3 separate regions of the Mus musculus genome follow, and regions 1 and 3 are each linked to region 2. Evidence: chromatin contacts called from public capture Hi-C data. All regions are on one chromosome and are shown on one strand. Each heading gives the region's core, a stretch centred on a gene start, on an enhancer-like site or on the middle of the called end of the contact. The rest is flanking DNA. Distances are from core to core; before and after follow the strand shown. Region 1 has its middle 34 kb from the start of Egfl6. Region 2 has its middle 21 kb from the start of Tmsb4x. Region 3 overlaps Egfl6 (EGF-like-domain, multiple 6).

What was found. Capture Hi-C pulls out chosen DNA fragments and counts their contacts.
Region 1: a contact with region 2 is called in a capture Hi-C map of embryonic stem cells, with 10 times the contacts expected there. The contact joins two enhancer-like sites. A contact is called at or near these places in 1 of 15 datasets of contacts at CTCF or cohesin (large pre-B cells), 2 of 484 Hi-C or Micro-C datasets (3T3-L1-derived adipocytes and the HPC-7 cell line), 9 of 115 datasets of contacts at active chromatin or transcription factors (all in embryonic stem cells) and 1 of 9 other capture datasets (embryonic stem cells).
Region 3: a contact with region 2 is called in a capture Hi-C map of embryonic stem cells, with 6 times the contacts expected there. The contact joins two enhancer-like sites. A contact is called at or near these places in 13 of 39 promoter capture datasets (the 3T3-L1 cell line, 3T3-L1-derived adipocytes, the C10 cell line and 9 more), 2 of 15 datasets of contacts at CTCF or cohesin (pro-B cells and stem cell-derived epiblast-like cells), 32 of 484 Hi-C or Micro-C datasets (the AML12 cell line, the Ba/F3 cell line, the G1E-ER4 cell line and 13 more), 6 of 115 datasets of contacts at active chromatin or transcription factors (embryonic stem cells, epiblast stem cells and trophoblast stem cells) and 3 of 9 other capture datasets (adipose tissue, embryonic stem cells and liver).

What each region holds. Positions count from the first base shown.
Region 1 is chrX:166,617,358-166,621,914 of GRCm38.p6, reverse strand. No RefSeq gene overlaps it. Among named protein-coding and RNA genes, the nearest start is that of Egfl6, 34 kb to the right of the region's middle. Within about 2 kb of position 2,789, at least 11 of the 459 cell types and tissues checked have an H3K27ac peak or open chromatin away from gene starts, as enhancers often do. A contact at or near this core is called in embryonic stem cells, where this site is marked.
Region 2 is chrX:167,227,589-167,232,173 of GRCm38.p6, reverse strand. No RefSeq gene overlaps it. Among named protein-coding and RNA genes, the nearest start is that of Tmsb4x, 21 kb to the right of the region's middle. Within about 2 kb of position 2,728, at least 76 of the 459 cell types and tissues checked have an H3K27ac peak or open chromatin away from gene starts, as enhancers often do. A contact at or near this core is called in embryonic stem cells, where this site is marked.
Region 3 is chrX:166,530,271-166,535,236 of GRCm38.p6, reverse strand. Egfl6 (EGF-like-domain, multiple 6) reads left to right here. Exons shown (of 12, transcript NM_019397.3): 10 at 3,164-3,265. Among named protein-coding and RNA genes, the nearest start is that of Tceanc, 22 kb to the right of the region's middle. Within about 2 kb of position 3,361, at least 9 of the 459 cell types and tissues checked have an H3K27ac peak or open chromatin away from gene starts, as enhancers often do. A contact at or near this core is called in embryonic stem cells, where this site is marked.

The DNA.
Region 1 (4,557 bases), core at 1,540-4,039, 610 kb after region 2:
CTCTAGGCCAAATGTATGCAAATGCAGCGTTCTCATTCAGAAGAACTGGGCCAGATTTTGTGGGAGCAGCACAGCTCTGCCCCAGTTCTCAATCCTTGAATAGACTCCGAAGACAATGAACAGAGATGAGGGATTTCCCCTCCCCACTGGGTCTGCTATTTTCCTCATACACATTTGCAGCCTTGGACTGCAATCCAGTTTCAGCATTCCATCATTAGCTTGTCACAGCATCACCATCTTTGGTTGGTTGGTTGGGGGAGGGTTGGTTTTGGTTTTTGTTTGGCCCTGGCCTTTCGCCATACTTAAGCCATATTTCATCCAAGGTCTAGGGCTGAGTCCCGTGCCGCCGCCCCCCCCCCCCGCCCCCAGCCCACTTTCTGATAGGGAGAGAATGATACAGAAACAATAAAGACCAGTTAAGGGAAAAACTGGTTCCTTTTGGTCAAGAAAATGAAATGTCTGACTTGAGTGGAAATAGAAACAACTTAATCCAGTGAGGACAATAAATCACCTGATTACGGAAACGCCCCTCAGAAAGGCAGGCTCCGTAAGCCTCGAGGAAGAGATAAGTGCAATAATTACGGCTTTAATGAGACAATGAACTTTTACTTCCCAGAATTTCCTCCCCCATCACAGTCCTTATGATCCGCCCGGATGTTCAGGTGGGTCGTAACTATTTCTCTCTGTGTCTCTCTCTGTCTCTCTGTGTGTCTCTCTTTTCCAGGCTGCCCAGAGCCTAAGTCTGAGCTAAGTCTGCTTTTTTTCACTCTTTCTCTAAAGCTTCCCTCCCTGCCAAGTGGCTGCTGGTTCACCCTGAGGCTGACCTCCATGCAGGCCTAACCCAAACTGCATGGCACTTTCCCTTCTCCTCTTTGTTCTCCTCCTCCAAGTTGGCTGCTGAGATTTACAGCTTCCCTGCCCTGTGGTTTTCTTTTAAACTCTAGTCAAATTGATCTCCTTGAATAAACGTTGGGTTTGCTTGCCTCGCAAACTTTTCCTGCCTTTTCGCTCATTAAGTAGCAGAGAATGAACCTGCTCTGAACTCCTAAATGGTTTCAGGAAGAGAACAGCAAAACCGCCTGAAGGAAAACAGTGTCCTTGAGACTAGCTAAAAGGCAACTGTGTCCAACAGGCATTCCCGTGGCTTATCCCACAGTCCAAACGTGCCTTCAGTGGAAAATGAAACCCGGAAGTTCATCCATGAAGCAAAAGCTCCGTCAGCAGCATCAGCTGACTGCCTCAAACTCTCCAGGTGATTGTTTGCTCCATGCAGTGAGCACCCCATTTGATGGTGTTATCTCCATCTGTTGCCCTGAACTCTCCCAGCTTAGAACTCCATCTGTGCATTTCCTCTCTCGGTTTCTGCTGGATATTATCAATACCTAATGTACTGATGTTTTGCACTCTGTCTCTCTGTCTCTGTCTGTGTCTCTCTCCTTCCCTCCCTCTCTCCCTTCCCTTTTCTCTCCCCTGCAAAAGTAAGGGCCACAAAATACATCCACCTTAATGTTTTTGTTTTTTGAGCCAGGGCCTCTCACTGGACCTGAAGTTCACCTATGCATCGAGACAGGCTGCCAGCAAGCTCTAGGAATCATCATTCCTCCTCCTTCGGGCTGGCCTTCCAGGCATGCCCAGCTTTTCAAATGGGTGCTAGGGATCCAAAATCCAGTCCTCATGCCCAAGAAGCGCCTATTTGGCCAATTAAGCCATCTCCTCAGTCTTGAGACGGACTGACTTGTACATCAACTCTGAATGTGATCTCAAATGGAAATGGGTGATTCCTAAGCAAAAAGGCATAAGAAAAATGTCTGGCCTGGCCTATGACCATCATCTGGATGTATCTTAGACACCTCTAGCTATAGAAAACATTAGTAACCCAGGGGCCTGGTGGCTGTCTCTGCAATCTATCAAAATGTGTACACCCAAGTCACTTTTCCTGCTGCTGATTGAGTTGGGACATGATTTAAGAGATCCACTGTTAAGAGAAATTACTTTTCTTCTGACGGTGGACTCTGAGACCAAAATACTCAGGCCACTCTGCCACCCTTCTTGGTTGTATTCTAGGATGCTCCAAGCAACCTTCCTCCCTTCTGTCCTTCACACACTTCCACTCCAGCATTGCCTAACATTGTCTATATTTTCTCCCGTGGGCATTGTCCCTAATATAATCCTTGTTCCCTTTCTGACCGACCAAGCTTAATCCATACCCCTCTCTAGGTCTTACTTCGGTTTGCTAGCCCAGGTGTGAGTTTTCTCCCATGCTGTTTTGCATTTTGCCAAGGACCAGCCTCAGCTTGGAGAAGGGTTCTCAGAGTGTTTGAGAGCAGAGAAACAAATGATTCAAAGTCATCTCATGGGTTACTAGCTGGTGGCCTACGCTCTGCTCAAACCAGCTTTCTAGCCAGTTTTCTCTCTGTTCTGCTTTTCCTGGGGATCTCCAGATAGCTCTTTCTCGATTTTCTCATCGAGACAGATTTCCAAGTAGTTCTCTCTTGTTCTAAAACACTCTCTGGACAGCTCATCTAGTGGAGAGCATAAGCCCACTCTTTTATTTTACATATCAATTCAGTCATTCACTGCAGGTTTCCTTTTGATTATTCTACAAATCAGCACCCAAAGACATCAGACCCTCAATTCTCATTAGACTGCAAGCACACATTTTTTTTAACCTTTCAAAAGAATCCAGAGATCTGCTTGCCTTTGTTAAACACTGGGAATAAAATAGCTGGGTGGAACCCCACCCTGAAATTACCGTTTCTACCTTGCCTGGCCCTGGACCTAAATTCCTTCTGTCTCAGGCTCACTTTGAACTCAGGAATCCGGCTGCCTTTGTAAGTATAAGCAAAGAAACTGAGCGGGATGGGATCTCCTGAGATCTCTATCTCCTTCCTTAGCATCTTTCTGACAACTTGGTCCTCAGTGCAGCTGCTTTTGCTCCTTTAGTTCCTTGAAGCCCCTCATCTAATTCATATTACATCCTTATATTTTGCATAGTTGAAAAATTGTATACTTTTGGATTCATGAATTTGGAGCTCTTTCCCACAGCCTTAAGGGTTGTCCTGAAGGTCCCATCGTTCACCATTTTGCTGAGACATTAGACACTCTTTCACCTCCCGGACTCATGCTGCCTCTGATTACCATGGAGACATTAACATTAACAAGTAGGGTGGCATTCCATAAAAGAGGAATGAGGAAATACGTGCATTATTATACCAACAAGCCTTACACCCAAAGCAGCCATGTGGAGGCCCATACGCTGGTGACCCTGTTCCAGGGGCTGGGACCATATCATTCCAACCCTATCAAAGCTATGCTGGACTCAGCAGCATTTCAAGCCAGCTTTATTGGAACGGTAAGTTTTTTCATCCAGATTCTCTGTTCTGATTATTAACAAACCTTAGTCTTTTTCCTCAATCATTTCTGTTTGTGGTATACCCTGCCTGTGATGATTGTTGTGCTGGCTAATTTTATGTCAATTTGATACAAACTAGAGTCATTAGATAGGGGAAAACATCAATTGAGAAGATGCCTCCATAAGATAAATCTGTAGGCAAGCCTATAGGACATTTTCTTAAATGGTGATCCATGAGGGAGGTCTCAGCCCAATGTGGAAGGTGCCATCCCTGATCAGATGGTCCTGGGTTATATAAGAAGGCAGGTTGAGCAATCCCTGAGGATCAAACCAGTAAGCAGCACTCCTCCGTGACCTCTGCATCAGCTTCTACCTCCAGGTTCCAGTTCTGAATTTCTGTCCTGACTTCCTTCAATGATAAACAGTTATAAGGAATGTAAGCAAAATAAACCTCTTCTTACACAGTTTGCTTTCAGTCATGGTGTTTCATCTGTTTCATAACAGTAACCCTAACTAGGATTTGGTTGGGTTTTCTTTTTATGATTTAGATTCTGCCAGGTGTGGTGGCACATGCCAGTCTAAGACTCTGGCTAGCCTTAGCTTACTGGGGACTCCCTGAGTGAACGGCTCAGAGCCAGGAATCGACACAAAAAGCAAGAGGAGTTTATTATTCCAACATGTTAGGGGTGCCCTGCACATGGGGAGAGAACGACCATGCACAGCCCGTCCAGTGAGCCTTTACACAGTTCCCCAGGCAGCAGCCATTAGGCACAATGTGATTGGCAGAACAGTGTGACTTTTAAACTGATTGGTCTATAGGGAATAAGGTGGGTGGCCAACAGTCTTGGTACATGTCTATGAGCTCCAATGCTTGGTTCCTTCTCCCTATGGTCTGGAGGGGGGGGTCTGGTGGAATTTTCTAAAGTTCCTGAGCTAACCTCTTCACCAGTAATCCCAGAACTCCAGAGGCTGAGGTGAGAAGATTGCTGTGAATTTGAGGCCACTCTGGGTTATATAGCACGTACCAGTCAACCAGGGCTGCATATTGACAAGATGGGGGACAAGTATGAATATGATCAAAAATTCATTGTAGAAAATTCTCAGTGGAATGAAGAAAAGATATTTTTTAAGATGTAGTTTATAAATTCCCTAATTATTATAGCAGGTTTAATAAATTCTAGAAAATTCTATCTTTCACTCTTTGG
Region 2 (4,585 bases), core at 1,479-3,978:
CTTTGCAGTGCTTGCCAATTTTCTCAGCGCACGTGCCCCCTCGTGAGAGGACAGTCTCTTTCTTGCCCAAGCTCGGCTTTTGCTGCCTTCCTTGGCTCCCATACCTGGCTTTCAGCACTTCTGTGATTGCGACTCTCTGAACACTTTTCAGTCTTTTCCATAATCCCTACGGATAAAATGAATACCTTTGTAGGTCTTTTTTTTTTTTTTTCATCTCTCTCCACCTTCGCACTTCCTCCTTCTCAAGCTCACAGCAAAATTACTAGATTTGGAATGTATGCTTATGGAATAAATGAAGGGGTGACTGGAAGCTGACATTAGCAACAGTGAGGCAGGGCCTCCAGTGCCGACCTCTTAAAGCAGAAGAACACGAAATCATTTCTTTTGGGGAGGGTAGGGGGCTACTGCAGCCCTTCCTGCAAGGCATCCTGGGATCTGCAGGGAAAAGCAAGACTGTCTGGCGGAAGCAGCCCTCCCCACAGAGACCAGCTATGCGTTTGTTAGCATTTTTCTGCAGGAAGGGAGAAGTGGATGTCGGAATGCAAAGAGACATGGACGGTGCTGCAGGCATCTTTGTTTCTGTAAAGCTCCTACCTGGATCTGGCCTTTAGACAAGTTGCTTACTTCCTTACTTTTCTCATTTATCTAATGTGACAAAACCTGTGCTCAGCTTACTTCTAAGACATAGGGAAAAGAAACAATAGGTGTTCGAGCAGGCTTTTTAGTCCTGCCACAGAATACGTGGCCACCAGTTGTTCCCACGTGCTGCTAAGAAGGGGCAGGGCCACTGGGACAGTTCACATTCATTCTCACGGGAAGTGAAAGTGAGTCGCGTTGCTCTGTGTCTGTCATGTGACAGCTGTAGGGCACAATCAACTCACTGAGTTTCTGCTTCCTGCTGCTAGGGTGACACGCCAGGCCTGGTGGCTTATACCTCTAAATTCTCCCAATTGGGAGGCTGAATGTTGCCTGGATTATACATGGACACCCTGTCGAATACAGCAAAACAACAAAACAGGGGTGATAGTAGGTTTTATTTAGTAACCACTTCCAATGTGACTAGTCCTGCTCTGGCAGTGCCCCTCCCCCTGCAACCCCAGAATTTCAAAATGGCAGCCGCAGCTTCATTTTTGTGTGTGTGTCGAACGGTACCTAAGCTTCTTTGCAGCTTTGCTGTGTACCAAAAATACAGCTTTTGGAAGTTGTTTTGTAAATTATCTTTTCAATTTTTTATTTGTCTTTATTACTTGACCTACATTATTGTTCTTGAGAGTATCTCTTTATGTAGCCCAAGCTATCCTTGGACACATAATACTCCTAACTGCCTCAGTGTCATAAATGCTAAACATACAGGCATACAGCACTGTGCCCAGTGAGGGTTGTATACTTTCATTCTCTTGAACACATTTTGGGTAAATTCTCAATACACACTTATATTCTTTACTCCATATCTTTACATTTTCTTACCATTTTTTTTTTTTTCGGAGCAGAAGCAATTGGTTTCAAAATTGAACTTGTCAATGCTTTCTTTTATGGGGTATGACTTCAGTGGCACATTTAAGAAATACTCGCTAGCAAGATGGCGTGTTATATGCCTGTAATCCCAGTATTTGGGGGGGGGGCTGTCAGGGAGATCAGCAGTTCCAGGCTAATCTTGACTAAATAGAGCAACCCTGTGTCAAAAACAAGAACATTATTCTAATTCTTCCCACGAAAAACAGAATCATTTTCTCTTCTGTTCATTTCTACAACTTTTGTGATTTTATGTTTATGTCTGCAATGAATTTCTACATTTCCTTTATTCTTAAAAATGCTATATATGTGTATAGTGAAATATCACATTTAGGCCCATTTCCCCCTCCAAATTCCCCCTTATTCTCCTCAATTGATCTTCCTACTTCCATAATTTTTAAAATAACTTTCCAAGATCAGTTAGTGATGCCCACATGTATGGGTCTGGGTCATCCACTACAGTATGGGAAAGCTTCATGTGGCCACATCCTTAAAATGAATGAATCTCCCTCCTCCAGCAGCTATCCACTGCCACTAAGAAGTAGGGCCTAGAGCTCATGGACCCTATCTACAGTAGAATGTTGTCTGGCCTGCTCTTGTGCAGGCCCCATGCAGGTAAGCACAGCTGCTGTGAGCTCATGAATGACTCACCCTGTCACTCCCGGAGGGAAGTGTTTTGAGGCACTCCTCCCTGCCCTCTGGCTCTTACATTCTTTCTGCCTCCTCTTCCTTGTTGTTCTATGCTGGAGTTTATTCCTTATATGGTATGAGCTGTGAATTTAACATGAATTTTACATATATTGAATTTCCTGAAAAATATTAAGCTAATACATAGTATCAGTTTTTTTTTAAAGAATATCAACATAGTGTCAGCTCAATGTTATACCAAACCTAGAGCCTAAGCTTGAGCTCTAAGCCACTGTGTGGCGGCACACTTAGGAAACCATTCCTGGGCAGAATGAGCACATCTACCCAGACGTCTGGCTCCAGATTTCTACTCATGACATTAATACTCATGACATATGGCTGCTTGGGAAACATTTGGGAAGTTGAAAGTAGGGTTATGCACCCCTGGACTAAAGAACAATGCGGAAATGGAACTATGTGGAGGAATTAGGAGGAAGGAACTCTAAACCCGCCTGGCTGAAGTGTTGCTTACTTGGAGGAAGTAGAAATGCTGGCAGATAGGACTGGGTGCAACCAGTAGCACCAGAAGTTCTTCTTTGTCATGCTTCTGGGGGCAAGAAGGGCTGGCAAGTTCAGAAGCAGGGAGTGGCCTAGGCACAGGTCATGGATGTAGCGCTAGGGGGCAGTGTAGAGCAGAACTAGTTAGAGCAAAGGCTCTTTGGAGTCAGTTATTAAAAAGCCTTTCAGGAGTCGAGGTTGGCAGGAAAATGACATGAAAATGACCTTGGCCACTCTCCGAATTATAGCGGGTCAGGGAGGAAAGAACATTTATCATGGATACTGCTGGCTTGCATTTGTGTTTGGGAGGACATTAAGCCTGTCTCTGGTATCACAGATGATGTACAGGCTATGTCTTTTACACAGCAATGGCAGTTCCAATCTCCAGGAAGTAAAAAGTCTTTGGGAAGAAAACAAACAAAAGAAAAACATACAAACAAACCAACAAAACAAAATAAAACAAAACCCACAAAAAAACAGAACAAAACAAAACAATACATGCATACAAACACATCATACACAACACCAATTAAAGTTCCTTAGAAGAACAGATGTTAGTGGCCATAAACTCAGCCATTTCTCAATTTGGTTTTCCCCCCAAATATCCCCTTTTGATTTTCAGAGAAATAGTCAGCTCTCTGCCTCTGTTCCTTACATATAATTATGTCACATAATAACAATAACAATGGAAAATGCTGGTGCAAACACACAGTGAAATTAAGAGAAACAAAATCAGAGAGAAAATAAACTTTGCAAACAGCTCCAAGATATGTCTCTCAAACCAGATAGGAGACAGGGGTGAAGAACATCACAAACACAGCTGCCAGGTTCAAATCCCAGCTCCTATTTGCCAGTATGTCCATGATTTGGGGCATGTAGGTAGCAAAGCTTCCTACATTAAGCATGCATAATCTCAATCATCATGCCATCTGCTTCTGAGGGGAAGACGAGATATTTTGATTAGCCTCTAGCAGACAGTGAGCAGAGTAGAAATATAGTCATTATCCTATCCTCCAGGTTTACTACATTGACCTTGAACAATGGTTACATTCAGCAGTATCTCTATATCAAACTATCACATTACTATCGTGTGTGTGTGTGTGTGTGTGTGTGTGTGTGTGTGTACATATATATACATATATATATATTTTCCCCAAGATGGATGGAATATACCATGAATGCCAGGTTGGGTCCAAACCTTATGACTGCCCTAAAAGCCTAGAAAGTAGAGCTCAATCAAAGTCTTTCCACGCTGCCGCAAAGACTCTGGCCAAATATGAGAAACCTGAGGCCACCCAAAGGGAGCAGCAGCCCCATGCCTGCACCTGTGTTTAAAAGAAGCCCTCTAAATGAATGAGTCTGCTCGTCATCATTCAGGGGCCAGGTCCTGCAAGCCCAGTTCAGTTGGGTGCTTTGTTTTCAAAAAGCATCATTGATTGTGGGCCAATGTTGCTGTTCCCAAAAGACACAAACCAATGTAAAGTCTTTGACCTACCATTGAGGAGACCCAGCCCACCAGGAGGGGCAAAACAAATCGATACAAATGACAACAACCAGGACCGGTTATCACCTCCGAAGACTTTCCACAGTCTTGGCGTGGGAGGCCTGCTCGATGGTTCTCAGTGCTCATTGAAAACACACAAAATGGAGTGTATTTTTTTTTATGTTATTAAATGGCAATCAAATGGCCTATAAGAGATCATAAGGAAAGGAAGCAAGTTGTCCTGTTGGCACATTGCCTGCCACATAGTGGGCTCTTGGGAACGCTTGGCGACATGAACCCAATCAGCAGCAGAGCAAGGCTAAGGACTTGGAGCTCACGGGCTTCCGTTCATCCTCCATGTTGTCCAACAGTACAAAGCAGGGAAGCAGAAGGAACCCGGAAGTA
Region 3 (4,966 bases), core at 2,112-4,611, 700 kb after region 2:
TCCTGTATCATCTTTCGTTTGTTGAAATTACTGCCTCAATCATAAACAGCCAAGAGAAAACTCACTATGTCATGGCACACAGAACCAGTGCTGTGCTCCTTTTCCTGGGGAGACATGAATAAGCAGACATTTATTCACTCTAGATGTGGCACTAATGACAGGCCAAAGCAACCATTCTATGCAAGTTGGTGGAACAATGGGTTTATTTGGCTTACTTTAAGGAAGTATGAGCGAGTGAAAATAACTTTATCCCTGAGAGGTCCCACCTCATCAGTGATAATGTCAAAAAAAACTTATAAAAGCCAGAATGTGCCGGGTTTTTTTGTGCAGGAGTTGTTCTAAAGTCCTTTTCTCTTCTGGACATCCCACCCTCATGTTCCAGCGGCAGCGGGGTTTCTTTTCCTGTAGGTTATCGCTTTACTTTAGGCCATCTCTCTTAATGAAGCCCCTCTCCAAGTTTTGAAAGAAAGCCTCTTTCCCTTTAAGATCTCCATCATATTGCCTCTGATAAGATATTCCATCTCCTTTTAATGCTGTCCGATCTCAAAGCCAAACTCAACCTGTATAAATTGGACAGTCATATAGGTCTCAGTTTGATTTAGAATTCAGGCTCAGTCCTAGCACTCAGTGTCTGTGAAGCCTGGATAAATCACCTAGGAATTTTAGGTTTATTGAAGGTCCAATGATAGATATTTTTGATAATCAAATTAAATGACATGATGTTTGTGGAGGAAAAAAAAACATTTGGCAAATTGAGATGAGTCAAACAAACACACTAACAAAAACCAGCATCTGGCCCAGCAAGATGGCTCAGAAGGTAAAAAGTACCTGCCACCAAGTCTGATGACCTGATTTAGATGCCCAAGAACCACATGGGGGAAGGACCGAGCTGACTTCCACAAACTGTCCAATGCATAGTTAAAATGTAATTTAAAAAAAAATTTAAGGCCGGGCGTGGTGGCGCACACCTTTAGTCCCAGCACTCGGGAGGCAGAGGCAGGCAGATTTCTGAGTTCGAGGCCAGCCTGGTCTACAAAGTGAGTTCGAGGCCAGCCAGAGCTATACAGAGAAACCCTGCCTCAAAAAAAAAAAAAAAAAAAATTAAGGAGCTAGGCCAGGGGTGGCGCACACCTTTAATCTCAGCACTCCGGAGACAGAGGCAAGTAAATCTTGAGTTTGAGTGAGTTTGAGGCCAGTCTAGCCTACAGAGTCAATTCCAGGGTAGCTAAGGCTACACAGAATAACCTTGTCTCCAAAAACAAGCAAGCAAACCAAACCAAACCAAAACAAAGGATGGCCTATCAAGAGAGCGCACAGAATGCTAATCCCAGCATGCTGGGGGCAGTGGCAAGCAGAGCTCTGTAAGTTGGCAACCATTCTGATCTGCGTGGTGATGAGTTTCGGCCAGTTGGGGAGAGAAAGGGGGGCTGCTTATCCTCTTTCTGATCATTGATCCTTTGGCATAAGCAGCTGAATCCCTCAAACCGACATGAGAGACCAGCCTTAGTTTTAAATCAGAAGGCCCCTCGGCCTTTGTCCTCTCACAGTGCAGTCTCACCCTTATCTTACTTCATGAGTCAGCACACTCTTCTGTGGAAAGGGCCAGAGAGCAAACAGGTGAAGCCTTGGGAGCCACCTGGTCTCTGTAGCTCAAGGGTCCCTTTGTCCTTGTAGCTTAAGGGAATAAGATACCATTTAAGTAAGCGGAATGGTATGCTACCATACGAAATAGACAGTAGGCCAAGGTGCTAGCTTGCAGACCTCTGCTATATGTAAAGGTAACCTGAGACACTGGTTCAAGTCCTGCACTGGCTGAGTCCCCACGTATTCCTCTGATACATCTGAACTCCACATCCATTGTGCCATAACAAATAACAACAACAACAAAATGAAACATGTTCAAACCTGTCAGTAGGTCAGCTTATTTGATCCAATATGCCCCTGGCAAATGTCTAACAAAGAGTGTTGATTGGAATCATGAAATGCCCATTGGATTTGCACTAGTGGAGGTGACTAGGTGACAACATGAGGCCAAAGCCATTGAAACTGTGATTTATTATGTACACTCCCAAGAGAAGGGGGACACTCTGAGCAAGGGGAGGACCTAGTGGAAAACTAGGCCAAAGGTCTTTAAGGTTTCTCTAAGAATAAAGGCAAGGGGGACGGGGCAGGAGAGACCACATAAGATTGGATCATTTGAATACTTCCAGAAGGCCTTAAGAAAAGTGGTTCTCAACCTCTCACAGGGTTACATATCAGATATCCTGCATATCAGCTATGTACATTATGATTCATAACAATAGCAAGTTTATCGTTCTAAAGTAGCAACAAAATGATTTTATGGTTGGCGGAGCCAGGGGTCCTGACAGGAACGTTGAGAGCCACTACCTTAGGGGCACAGGGGCTATCTATAACTATCTGGTTTGGAGATGTTGTAGGGCAGGGGAAATACTGATTTGATGTGTGTGTTGGTCTGCTTTCTCTCACTATTACGGAATACCTGAACCTTGTAGAGAGGGGTGTGACTTAGATGTTCTATGTATGGCTGAGCATCCCACAAACACTTGTTTCTGAGCTTTGTTTTCAGTCTCTGGCTTGAGTTTTGTAAACAGCCTGTTTCATTCCCTGCTTTGCGGAACCATCTTTCTAGCCCCTACGGTTTTATTCTCAAAGATTACAACAGAATTTGTTGAGCATGCCTTTATAGACTCAAAAAATAGGTTATGTGGAGAGATGGCTCAGTGGGTTAAGTGCAAGTGCTGCTCTTGCAGAGGTCCCGGCTTCTGTTCCCATTCACGCAGTAGCTCAGAATCATCTGTAACTCCAGTGCCAGGAGATAATAATGCCCTCTCCTCCATGGGCACCAGGCACACACATGGTGCACAAATGTACCTGCAGGCAAAACATGCATACACATAAAGTTTTAAAGTCTAAAAAAAGAAATAGTGTATCTGGTTTAATCTACACCTGCAAGCTTGCCAATTAATATGATCTATATTCTACTCGCCTAAACCCATGACATTGCCTTCCAGAGTTGCAAATTAGCTACTGTTGTAATGTTCTTAATGGTGCTGATCTTTCTTTCTTTCTTTCTTTCTTTCTTTCTTTCTTTCTTTCTTTCTTTCTTTCTTCGTTTCTTTCTTTCTTTTTTTTTTTTATGCAGACTTAAACATCTCAGTTGACTGCAGCTTTGATCTTGGGGTCTGTGATTGGAAACAGGATAGAGAAGATGATTTTGACTGGCATCCTGCTGATCGAGACAATGGTATTTAAATTTCACTACAGCTTGTTCCGGGAGTAGAGAAGGCTGTTACTACTTACTAGATGCTAATGCCTGTTCCTGCTTAGGTCATGGTTGTTTACCATCTTTGGGAACCTTCGACCTTCGGGTGGCCTCTGATGGATGAGTAACTTGGTATAGCGTCGACTTCCTCCTCATCCTTCTCTTTCCCACATGACCCAGGAAATGTGTCCCAGTGTGCCTCTTTTATATGTACCCTCTTCTTTCTGAGAGAGGGAGATGGGAAGGAGAGGAAGGTGGGGGGATGAGGGGGTCTCTGAGACCTCCCTTTGTGCCAGCTTGCCAGCCACAGTCCTCTGTAGTTTTCATTTTACTTTTTTGATAGAAAATAAATCTTTTAAAGGTAATAAGACCTCTATCTACACTGGAGCTATAGTAGAGTTATCTCTCCGATGAGGATCAAAATCACTATGAGTGTAAAGGTAATGATCTAAACACAAGACTTTCTCATCCTTTCTATTATCCAAGGAATTCATTCTGACCACCTGGCCTTGGATTGTTCTCAACATTAGTTCTGAGCCATAAACTTCCTGGCTTTTGTGGTGTCTGTTTCAACTTTGTTGATGGGCCCTGGGTCCCCCTTGCGTGGAGTACTTGGCTTGCAGACACTGGAACACATATTGAATCCTGATCTCATGAAGACCAGCTACGTAACTGCAACAACTGCTATACATCTCCAGACGCCATGTCCTCACCAGTAGAATTGTATTTCCTTTGGGATATACAGGCTCAGCCTTGAATTAAAACATATTCCTTAGAATAAATTCCTTCCCAAGTTATTTCCTTGCAAGCCTGCACCAGCAGTCAGGAAGCTTTGATCTCTACCAAGAACCCCTGTTAGAGCTAGCAATTGGGGTAAAAAGAAAATATCCCACACATTAGTCATTCTAGTGAGCCCATCACTAAAGATTCAAGGGCAGTGGACAAGTTTAACAAGATGGAATGCATCTTTGGAGAAACTGTCTTGAAAATGAACACAAGATTCTCCTTTTTATTTTTTCATCATGGGATTGTAGATATTGGTGCTACCAGAGCTATAGTGCTTGGGGACCCCCAGATTGATGACAGCTCACCTGGTCAGCATTGTCTTACATTGACTCTCCCACCAATGAGAAGTCTTCTGTTTGCAAACACTCGATTTGCAAATAACCCCTATGTTCTCAGTTTCTGGGGTACTCACATCATAACTTCTCCCTTCCAACAGCTCCACCAGGCCTCTGCATAGTCTTGACTTCCCCTACAAAGCTAAATGTACATGAGAAAGATCGGATACATTACTATTGTTGGAGGGATGAACCCTCAAGGAAAGCTGAAAGCAGGCTTTAGCTGGGATTGAAGAGCTCACAGAAGAGAGGTTTACTGGATAAAGTACAGGATGCCTTTATTTGAGATAAATAGACTTCTTAGTATGAATTAAACATGTTTATTTCACATTCAAACTTCACCAGGCATCCTGGAGCTTTGCTTAATGAATGCTCTTGCTCATCCTCCTCTTTCTTTTTTATTCAGTCCTGGGCCCTAGCCCAAGGAATGGTGCTGCCCCCATTCTGAGTAGATTTTCCCACCCAATTGAAACTTAGATAATCCCACAGACATTCTCTTACAGCTGGCCCAGAGGCTTGTCTCATAGGTGATTCTAAACTGACAATCAATATTAACCATCAC